Regions from separate parts of the Ovis aries genome. Here regions 1 and 3 are each linked to region 2. Evidence: chromatin contacts called from public Hi-C data. All regions are on one chromosome and are shown on one strand. Each heading gives the region's core, a stretch centred on a gene start, on an enhancer-like site or on the middle of the called end of the contact. The rest is flanking DNA. Distances are from core to core; before and after follow the strand shown.

The links. Hi-C and Micro-C count contacts between places; a contact is called where the count stands out from the background.
Region 1: a Hi-C map of blood shows a contact between it and region 2, with 2.2 times the contacts expected there. The contact joins the enhancer-like site here to the promoter of RHOB in region 2. A contact is called at or near these places in 4 of 16 Hi-C or Micro-C datasets (blood and hypothalamus).
Region 3: a Hi-C map of hypothalamus shows a contact between it and region 2, with 6 times the contacts expected there. The contact joins the enhancer-like site here to the promoter of RHOB in region 2. A contact is called at or near these places in 13 of 16 Hi-C or Micro-C datasets (blood, hypothalamus, liver and 6 more).

What each region holds. Positions count from the first base shown.
Region 1 is chr3:28,463,902-28,467,340 of ARS-UI_Ramb_v3.0, reverse strand. No RefSeq gene overlaps it. Among named protein-coding and RNA genes, the nearest start is that of HS1BP3, 56 kb to the left of the region's middle. Within about 2 kb of position 1,335, at least 6 of the 54 cell types and tissues checked have an H3K27ac peak or open chromatin away from gene starts, as enhancers often do.
Region 2 is chr3:28,325,767-28,328,957 of ARS-UI_Ramb_v3.0, reverse strand. RHOB (ras homolog family member B) reads right to left here and starts at 1,738. Exons shown (of 1, transcript NM_001127673.3): 1 at 1-1,738. The coding sequence starts at 1,695. The coding sequence ends at 1,105. LOC114114138 (a long non-coding RNA gene) reads left to right here and starts at 2,267. Exons shown (of 3, transcript XR_003588978.3): 1 at 2,267-2,322.
Region 3 is chr3:28,491,395-28,494,712 of ARS-UI_Ramb_v3.0, reverse strand. The region is part of intron 4 of HS1BP3 (HCLS1 binding protein 3); the gene reads left to right. Among named protein-coding and RNA genes, the nearest start is that of HS1BP3, 29 kb to the left of the region's middle. Within about 2 kb of position 1,587, at least 12 of the 54 cell types and tissues checked have an H3K27ac peak or open chromatin away from gene starts, as enhancers often do. A contact at or near this core is called in hypothalamus, where this site is marked.

The DNA.
Region 1 (3,439 bases), core at 86-2,585, 140 kb before region 2:
TAGTTGCCGTTGACTAGGGGTTGAAACAGTGACCAATGGACACAAAGGATCTTTTTGGGGGCTGGGGAGGGGATTGGGAAATGTTTAAAATTGGTTTGTTGTAATAGTTACACAATTTTCTAAATTAATTGAAATCCTATAATTGTACACTCTAAGGGAGTGAATTTTAAATTATACCAGTAATTTCTATGTCAGTAACACCGTTAAGAAAATTAATGACTGGAAAATGAAACAAACAAGAAAAAAAAAATCCATGGGCAGCAGAGGGCAGTGGCTGAAAGTGTGGGCCAGCTTCTGGTTCTCCAGCCACCTCGCTGTGTGGTACTGGGTCAGTTAGTTACTCTTTCTGTGCCTCAGTTTCTTCACCTGTAAAATGGGGATAATAATTGTACCTGCTTCATTAGGGTAGTTTTAGGGAGAAAGTTAATATTTGTGCACTTCTTTGATCAGTGGCTCAGACGGTAAAGTGTCTGCCTACAATGTGGGAGACCCAGGTTCAATCCCTGGGTCAGGAAGGTCTCTTAGAGAAGGAAATGGCAACCCACTCCAGTATTCTTGCCTGGAAAATCCCATGGATGGAGGAACCTGGTAGGCTACAGTCCATGGGGTTGCAAAGAGTTGGACACGACTGAGCAACTTCACTTTTCGCTTTGATCAGTACACATTTTATGTGAACTGATAGTCAAAATTACATCGAGTTGTTGGTTGTTTTTTGTGCTATAAGGAATTTGGAATGAGAGCCAGACATTTGGGTAGAAAGGGACGCCGTCGGGGGCTTCTGTACTAGGATGGGTGTAAGAGAGAGGAGAGGCTGGGTCAATCTATGGCAACCTCTCAGCTTCTCTGAACCACTATCTGCCCATCTGCCTAGAGGGCTGAGACAGTCTCCTCCTGCTGTCTCACAGGGTAGGGATCATGAGAGAACGCAAAACTATTTGTTGTTGTTCAGTTGCTAAGTCGTGTCCGATTCTTTGCGGCACTGTGAATTACAGCACGCCAGGCTTCCGTGTTCTTTACTCTCTCCTGGAGTTTGCTCAAACTCATGTCCGTTGAGTCAGTGATGTCATCAGAGACCCACTAAGGGGCCCTGGTGCTGAGGTGCCTGGTGTCTGGAGGCTCTGGGAGGTAAGCAGGAGCCTAGATCCGGATAGGCCTTGGAAGGCCAAGGAAGCACAGTAGATTGAACATGCTGGAAGTGAGCTGCTAGAAGATGTCATTCCGATGCAGAGTCCTAATAACCCCAGGAGCTCATCCCTACAACCCCCACACTCCAGACCTGGTGCAGCCCTCCCGTCACCACGGAGACAAGGAAATAAACACCACACTTTCCTCTCCCGGCCCCTGACCTATTGTTCAGAGCAGGACTAGAAAGGGAAGGTCAAGGAGAGTTTTCTGGCAGCCCTGTGGCCTGATTGGACTGTGAGGAGGGCGTGAGGGGCCTCAGCACTGACACCCCTTCCTCTTTTTGCCTGGAGCCTACGCTGCCAACTTCCTCATCATCCCTGGTTCACTCAGGGCAACCGTTGGGCAGAGGGTGTTCAGCAACCCCTTTGAAAAGCCACACCCGCAAAGGCTTACACATAGATGTCCATGGCAGCAGTTACTCAAAACAACCCCACCCACAACCAACAGAAACAACCCAAATATCCATCACAAGGCAATACATAGACTTAGCAGGTACATCCATACAGTGTAATGTGTGTGTGTGCCTGCTAAGTCGCTTTAGTTGTGCCCAACTCTTTGTGACCCTATGGACTGTAGTCTGCCAGGCTCCTCTGTCCATGGGATTCTCCAGGCAAGAATACTGGAGTGGGTTGCCATGCCCTCCTCCAAGGGATCTTCCTGACCCAGGGATCGAACCCAAGTCTCTTTTATCTCTTGCACTGGCACAGGAGTTCTTTACCGATAGCACCGCCCTGGAAGCCCCCTACGGTACAACACTACTCAGCAATGGGGAAGAGACTACTAGTAGATATAATATAATGATGCAGATGGACCTCAAAACATGGGACTCCGCATTTTCTGTTCAATTTTACTGTTTTTATAACATATAAATATAAAAATAGATTTTTGTTTTTTTAAAAAAGAGCCACGGTGAGAAAGTTCTTTAGTCCAGAAGACACTCAGCAGTCTCGGAGACCAGCTCTGTCTCCCCAGACCATGCCCTACTTTTAGTGAGCTTCTCCACAGCCTCCAGGTGCCTTGGGCTCCAGCTGAGGCTCAGTGAACATTTGGTGGTGGAAGGGGCTTGTGGTTCAGCAGACGTGCAAAATGGAGGGAAGAAGCTGGGGGCACGTGTTGAAGGGGAGGCCCTGCCCCCAGAGTCCTCTGAGGAAATGAGAGGCCCAAATCCTCGAGGCCTGGAAGCCCTGGGCGCTGACTGGCATAGTTCATCAAAGGCTCTCTCTCCTCCTCCAACTTTCCTTTTTCTTTCCTGCAGCCCTATGTTGTCTGGGGCAGGCAGATGTGGCGAACTTATTACAAGGCAGTTCACCAACTTTCGGAGGTAGGTGAGATGGCCTGAGCAAATCCGTGGATTCCCTCCCCTCGTGGAATGAGGCTGAGGGCCTCAGGATCGGAAAAACACGCCCAGGCTGCTCCCAAGGGCCTCATCAAGCCCCAGGTGCTTGGACTGCAAGGGCCTTGATGAGAATGAGCCTTCCTGGGAGAAGACCTAGTGGTCCACCTGGACCCCTGGAGCAGTTTTCAGGTCTCAGTGCTGCCAGAGGTGCCCACCAGCTCTCCCTTCGGATTGGAAAATGCACGGAACCTTGTTTGCTGGGGTCAAGGAAGTGCTTTGGCAGAGTTCTCAAGGGCCAGAGAGGAGAAGACTGCTCACCGAGCCTCTCATAGAGCAGTAGGTAGGTCCTGGGGGTGGGGTGGCTCTTCCTGCTGCAGGCTTTGATCAGAGAGGGGAAGGTGTGTGCTGTCCCATGGTCACATGAGCATGGACACGCTGCATGGTTACAGGCCAGCAGCTTGACACACAGCGCCTCATTTTCCCTTAATCTAAGCTGAAAGCGTTATTATTACTAATTAGTGAGAAGCAGTCCGGCTGATGCACCTGCCTGTTCTTGAAGTCATTTTTTCTCTTGACATTGGTGCCTTTGGGCTCAGCTTGAGGAGGACCCCTTTAGACCTGAGGCTCAAAGGTTCCAAGTTTAGTTGAGGGAGAAGAGTGAAGCGTGTGTATGTGTGTGTGTGTGTGTCTGTGTTAGTCACTTGCAACCCTGTGGACTGCAGCCCACCAGGCTCCTCTGTCCATGGACTTCTCCAGGCAAGAATACTGGAGTGGGTTGCCATGCCCTCCTCCAGGGATCTTCCTGACCCAGGGATCAAACCCTGGTCTCTTGCATTGCTGGCAGATTCTGAGCCACCAGGGAAGGGCAACAGAGACTGAATCCAAGAGTGGAGTCTCCAGGCTCAGGTGGAGAAGAGG
Region 2 (3,191 bases), core at 489-2,988:
AAATTAGTGGTTTCTTTTTCTTCTCCTTGTTTTTTAAAAGTCATCATTTTTTAAAAAAACATCAGAAGTAGATGAGGTTACAGCGTACAAGTGTGGTCAGAATGCTACTGTCTTATGCAAATGACAAGTGCATTAAATGTCAAACAATGAAACAATTGTGCAAAGAATTCGTTCCAAAAAGAAGAAAAAAAACAAGTTTAAGCCTTTAAATAAATCAAATAACATCAGTTTCTTGGACTGAACAATTTTCACTTGCAGGACAGGCACAAAGTTCGCTTATGGCAAAAACAACCTGCAGCACACTTCACCCCTCCTTCTCAATGGCTAGTGAGGGGTTCGCCGGGGGGTGGGGGGTGGGGGGGCTGGCTGGCAGGAGACAGGAGTCTGGAAGCTGTGTCCTCTCAGGCCCCAAGTCAGCTGCAAATGTCTTCCCCAGGGGTAGGAAACATGGCCAAGTCTTGTTCGTGCTGGGATGACGCCTCACTCAGACCCGGCTGGAGCTGTTCTAGCGCCCTGTCACTCCACCCACCACCACCATTAAATAACACCATCCTACCTCCGAAAATAAAATTATATCTATATTTATATAACACCCCATCCTCCCCAGCCCTCCCCTCCCGCAGGTCCCGAGGTCTATGTTACAGACAGGGCATAGCAGGCGCTCACTGGTTACAGACGCACATCCGATGGGGCGCGGCCGCATCCCGGCGCCAAGCTCATGTCCGGGGAGCAGGGGCTGGCGTGGGGTGAAAACTCGGCAGCGGGGAGTCGAACATACACACAGCCACACACCCTGAAGAGGCTTCGCTCTTCAGAAAATGGTGTTCAGGGGACCCTTGGCACTCAGTGGGGTGGCCAAGCCTGTGCCACACAGCCGGACGCACAGACACTTGGAAAGGGGGCGCCGGGTGCCTACCACGCGGCCGATTCTCGGGTGCCAGAGCCTGAGTCTCCAGGCCACGGCTGCCGGGGCTGAAAGCAGACGCCAGGCAGTCCGGTGGGGGTCTTTGGGGGGGGCAAGGTTCTCCCCTTCTCCGGGCTCGTGGGGGACGGGCCCGGGATGGGGAGCCGCGCTGGCAGGGGCAGGCGGGTCGGGCGCGGCCCTCATAGCACCTTGCAGCAGTTGATGCAGCCGTTCTGGGAGCCGTAGCGCTTCTGCAGCGCGGCGCGCGTGGCCGTCTCGAAGACCTCTCGGACGCCCTCCTTGGTCTTGGCCGAGCACTCGAGGTAGTCGTAGGCTTGGATGCGCACGGCCATAGCGCGGCCGTCATCCGTGCGCACCGGTTCCTGCTTCATGCGGGCCAGCTCTGTGCGGACGTGCTCATCGCTGCGCAGGTCTTTCTTGTTGGCCACGAGGATGATGGGCACGTTGGGGCAGAAGTGCTTCACCTCGGGCACCCACTTCTCGGGGATGTTCTCCAGCGAATCCGGGCTGTCCACCGAAAAGCACATGAGGATCACGTCGGTGTCCGGGTAGGAGAGCGGCCGCAGGCGGTCGTAGTCCTCCTGCCCCGCCGTGTCCCACAGCGCCAGCTCCACCTGCTTGCCGTCCACCTCGATGTCGGCCACATAGTTCTCGAAGACTGTGGGCACGTACACCTCGGGGAACTCGTCCTTACTGAACACAATCAGCAGGCACGTCTTGCCGCACGCGCCGTCGCCCACCACCACCAGCTTCTTGCGGATGGCCGCCATAAGCGGGCCGGGCCCGGGCAGCAGGAGGGGCCCCGCGAACGCCTCGCTGCCGTCCCGCTCGCCGCTCACTGCTCACCTCGGGCTGCGCGCTGGGGACAAGGGTCGCTAGCTGCACCCAGGTCCCGGGATGGCGCGCGTTCCCTCGTAGTGCTCGGACTGCCGCGGCGGGGGCGGTGGGGGACTCGGGGGCATAGGGCGCACGGTGCGTCTCCGCGCTGCTCCCGAGCGGCGGCCGCTCTCCTCGCCCCTGGTCTCGGGTCGGCGCCTTTGTGAGCAAACGGTGGCCAGAGCAAGCGGATGCGGCCTAGCTCCCTCCTGGATCTCCCTAGGCCTAGGCGAAAACACAAGAGAGAACACGAACTCAGCCCGACTGCGGCGGCAGATGCAGGCTGCGGCCCTAGCGCCCGCTATTTAAAGAGTTCGGCGACTTTCTTAATATAGCCGTCCAATGGGAAGCAAGCCGACTGAGCTCATCGCTGCGGAGCTTGGCTTTGATTGGCCGTCCCCTGCAGCCCACGGGAGGGGCCGGGCGGGCTTGATTGACTGCCCAGGCCGCGGGGCTGGGAGAGGCGGCGACTGGGGAGTTTGCCGCCGCGGCGGGAGCTGCGGGTCTCTGGCTGCGTCAAGGTTCGCTCTTTCTGCGCGCGGGACCGAAGGGCTGAAGACGGCTGCCCGGAGCAGCCCGCGGGGCCTGGGCGAGCGGTTCCGAGACAGGAGGCACTTTGTGGGCGCGTGAATGAGTCTCTCCCACTCGTATTGCCCTGCTTGCTTCGCAAACTCCCAGCGGGTGGTCGGACCTGTAGGGTAGGGAGCGGCTCCTTTAACGTGGTTTTGTTTTTAAATGCACAGACACGCAGACACACACGCACACAGGCTTATTTCCAATCAAGGTTGTGGTTTGTTGTTGTTGTTTTTTCTTTTTCTTTTTTCTTTTAGAAGCAGCCCCTCCCCTTGTCGAGCCTGCCACCATGCTTCCACGAGGGTTCTTTCCCTGGGCCGTGTTTGGATCTGCTAGAGGGTGCCTTATGGGTGGGCCTGGTTCCGGTTTCCGGCTTTAACAAGCCAGTCTCTTTACCGCTTTCTCGGGCACCCAGCCTAAGGTCTCCAGGTGAAGGTTCAGGGAAAGAGGGTCAGTGAAAAGGGAAGGTCGAGGCTGATTGCAGAACTTCAGGTACACTCAGGAAGTAACCAGACAGAAAAGGGCAGCCTCAGTCCTGGCTTGCAGGATTAATTTGGATCCTGGTTTATCTGAAGTAAGTAGTGCAATAAAATCCAACCACCCCACACCCCATTAGGCAAGAATAGGCTGAAGCCCGGATGGGTGGGCTGAGAAACTTGCAGGCTAGAACAGGACAAATTAGTGTGTGTGTTTGAGGGTGGGGAGTGTGCTAGAAACCTAGTCTCTGGCAACCCACCAGGACTTGTTTCATCTACTCCTTGTATTCTGCAGGAGATGACACTTATGTCTGATCTAGAGGGGCCTAAGTCAAAGCATC
Region 3 (3,318 bases), core at 338-2,837, 170 kb before region 2:
TGGCAACCGGTCTCTTGGGGCTCTCGTGTAGGGTAAGTGGCTTAGATGTCACGGCCCCGTCTTTCTGCCTCTCCGCCTCCGCAGAGTTGGACTGCAGACCCAGGGTGACGTTGTCTCTGCCCGTCTGGCAAGTCCTGTTCCAGAAAGAAATTAGAGCCGAAGAGAGATGAGGCAGAGGCAAGTTCAACTTGAACAGCATGAAAAGTGCGGCCCAGAGAGCTCTGCCCACTGCTGGCAGGGCTTCCTCTCCTGTGTGACAGTGAGGGTGGGTGCATGGGGACATGTGGTCACAGGGTCACTGTGAGGCCAGCCTAGCGGGGCCAAGGAGCCAGACTTGAGAAAGATCCCAGGTGCTCAGGGAGATGGGAGACAAGAGCCGGAGGCCCTGCAGCTCCTTGGTGCCCAGGAGTCAGGCTCCTCCCAGCCCCTCATGCTGGCCTTGACCTGGGAGGAGGTCAGTGTCCCTGAGGGAACGACAGTGAGATCATATTGGGAGAAGTTCATTATCAGCCTTGGGCAGCCCGAGGGCCGTGTTGGGCTGTATTTGTTTGAACTCATCCTGTCTGTTGTTCTGAGTAACTGCATATTGCTCGCCCTCAGACTGAGATCGGCTTGCGTGGTTTGTGCCAGCCTTTGGCTGAAGGATGTGCTTAGTAAAACTGCTCCGTTTTGGGGTAGGAAAATGCTCTTTGGGGTTGGCAAGGGCTGCCTTTAATTTCCTGCTTTTACTTCAGTAGCAGATTGTCGGGCAAGGTACTGACTGTCACCCCCACTTCGGCCCCCCAGTGCCATCCCCAGCTCTGCACTCATGGGCCTCCTTCCTGAATCCAAGGAGAGCTGAGCACCTGAAAGAAATCCCGGAGTCTTTTGACCTTCTGTCAGTCTTTTCTTAAGCAATGTGATAATAGTCAGTGCTATTGCCTCCATTGGGAATAATAACAACTAGCTTTTTTTTGGAGAATGTATTAAATGCCAGGAATTGATTAGCCTTCACATGGATAGATATTTTCTATTTTTTTTTAAAGGTCATGACTCACCACATTGCTTTCCGGATCCGTTGTGGATCTGGCTTGGGAAATGGTGCCCTAGGAAGCTGGCCCTGGCATCAGGCCCATTCTGTGTATGAAGAGCCTGATGTTTGGGGTCTGGTGATTCATTCACATTCATTCAGCCCCAAATGGCAGAGTTAGGACTTGATGCCACCTCCCTGTCTTGGCCCTCGATCCAGTCTTCCAGCAGAGCCCTGGGATTATACCCCCCTTTCACAGATGGGAACATAGAGGACAGAGCTGAGAGGGCGCTTGGCCAGAGCCTTAGGTGTGGCAGAGCCCTGCCTTGAAGTCAGGCCTCTCCTGGGACCCCCAGGTGGGCCTGTTAACCCTCTTGGTGCAGTGCGGCCCACCCCACCCTGCGGTGAGGAACACTCTGATCTTTGCAGGAGTGATGTGCTCTGCGTGCTCATTTCTCCATCCTGTGCTCTCAGTTCCTCTGTGGATGCAGCATCTCTGCTTTCCCAGCCACCCCACCCTGAGCGCCCATCTGGGCCAGGCTCTGGCTCTCCGTTTCCAGGTGTCGGCCCTTCCTGCCATGGCCACCGTGGGGCGCTGTTGCTCCACTGCAGGGCTGCTGGGAGGGTGCGCGCCGTGGCACAAAGCCTGGTTTTCCTTTGTCTGTTAAACCTGGTTTTGATTAGGGAAAGAGGCATTACTAGACCATTAGAAAGTGCCTCAAGATAGGAAAAAAAAAACCCTCACCACCCAGCCACTGTGCTGTTTGCAGATTTTTTTTTTTGCATCCCTGTCCCAGGCTGATCCGCATAACTGCAAACATAGCACACATGCCTTTTATACTCTGCTTTTTCACTTAATGTCCTCACCGTCGCTTTCCACGTGGAACACAGTTTTCATATTTAACTTTCTGTTTTAGAGATTTCACAGTTCTAAGAAAGGTGAAGTTCTCCCATAATAGTTCTGCCTTTGGCTGGAAATACTCTGCTAGGAACATTTTTAACTGTAACTCAAATAATATACAATTAGCGTAGAAAAATTAAAAGCACATTTAAAAGCCCTTTTGTCATGAAGGTATATGCTTCTGGTTCAGTTCAGTTCAGTCGCTCAGTCATGTCCGACTCTTTGCAACCCCATGAACCGCAGCACGCCAGGCCTCCCTGTCCATCACCAACTCCCGGAGTTTACCCAAACTCATGTCCATCGAGTTGGTGATGCCATCCAGCCATCTCATCCTCTGTCGTCCCCTTCTCTTCCGGCCCTCAATCTTTCCCAGCATCAGGGTCTTTTCAAATGAATCAGCTCTCCGTATCAGGTGGCCAAAGTATTGGAGTTTCAGCTTCAGCATCAGTCCCTCTAATGAACACCCAGGACTGATCTCCTTTAGGATGGACTGATTGGACCTCCTTGCAGTCCAAGGGACTCTCAAGAGTCTTCTCCAACATCACAGTTCAAAAGCATCAATTCTTCGGTGCTCAGCTTTCTTTATAGTCCAACTCTCACATCCATACATGACTACTGGGAAAAAACATAGCCTTGACTAGACAGACCTTTGTTGGCAAAGTAATGTCTCTGTTTTTTAGGTTGTCTAGGTTGGTCATAACTTTCCTTCCAAGGAGCAAGCATCTTTTAATTTCATGGCTGCAATCGCCCTGATTTTGGACCCCCCAAAAATAAAGTCAACCACTGTTTCCACTGTTTCCCCATCTATTTGCCATGAAGTGTTTGTTTCTCTGCCACTCTTGCCTTTCCACACAAGCATTTTTAGTTGGCACATTCCTACTAACATATAAAAGGTTTTCAGAATTTTCTATGAAAAGAATTCATTTTCAGTTCAGTTCAGTTCAGTCACTCAGTCGTGTCCGACTCTTTGCCACCCCATGAATTGCAGCTTGTCAGGTCTCCTTGTCATGGGTGGGATCGGCCCAGGGAGTCCCTCAAGTCCTACATGACCTTGTCATGGGTGGGATCTCCCGTGCTGGCTCCTGGCAATCTCTGGTTCCTCTGCCTTTTCTAAACCCAGCTTGAACATCTGAAAGTTCACGGTTCACATATTGCTGAAGCCTGGCTTGAAGAATTTTGAGCATTACTTTACTAGCGTGTGAGATGAGTGTAATTGTGCAGCAGTTTGAGCATTCTTTGGCATTGCATTTCTTTGGGATTGGAATGAAAACTGACCTTTTCCAGTCCTGTGGCCACTGCTGAGCTTTCCAAATTTGCTGGCATATTGAGTGCAGCACTTTCACAGCATCATCTTTCAGGATTTGAAACAGCTCCACTGGAATCCCATCACCTCCACTAGCTTTGTTCA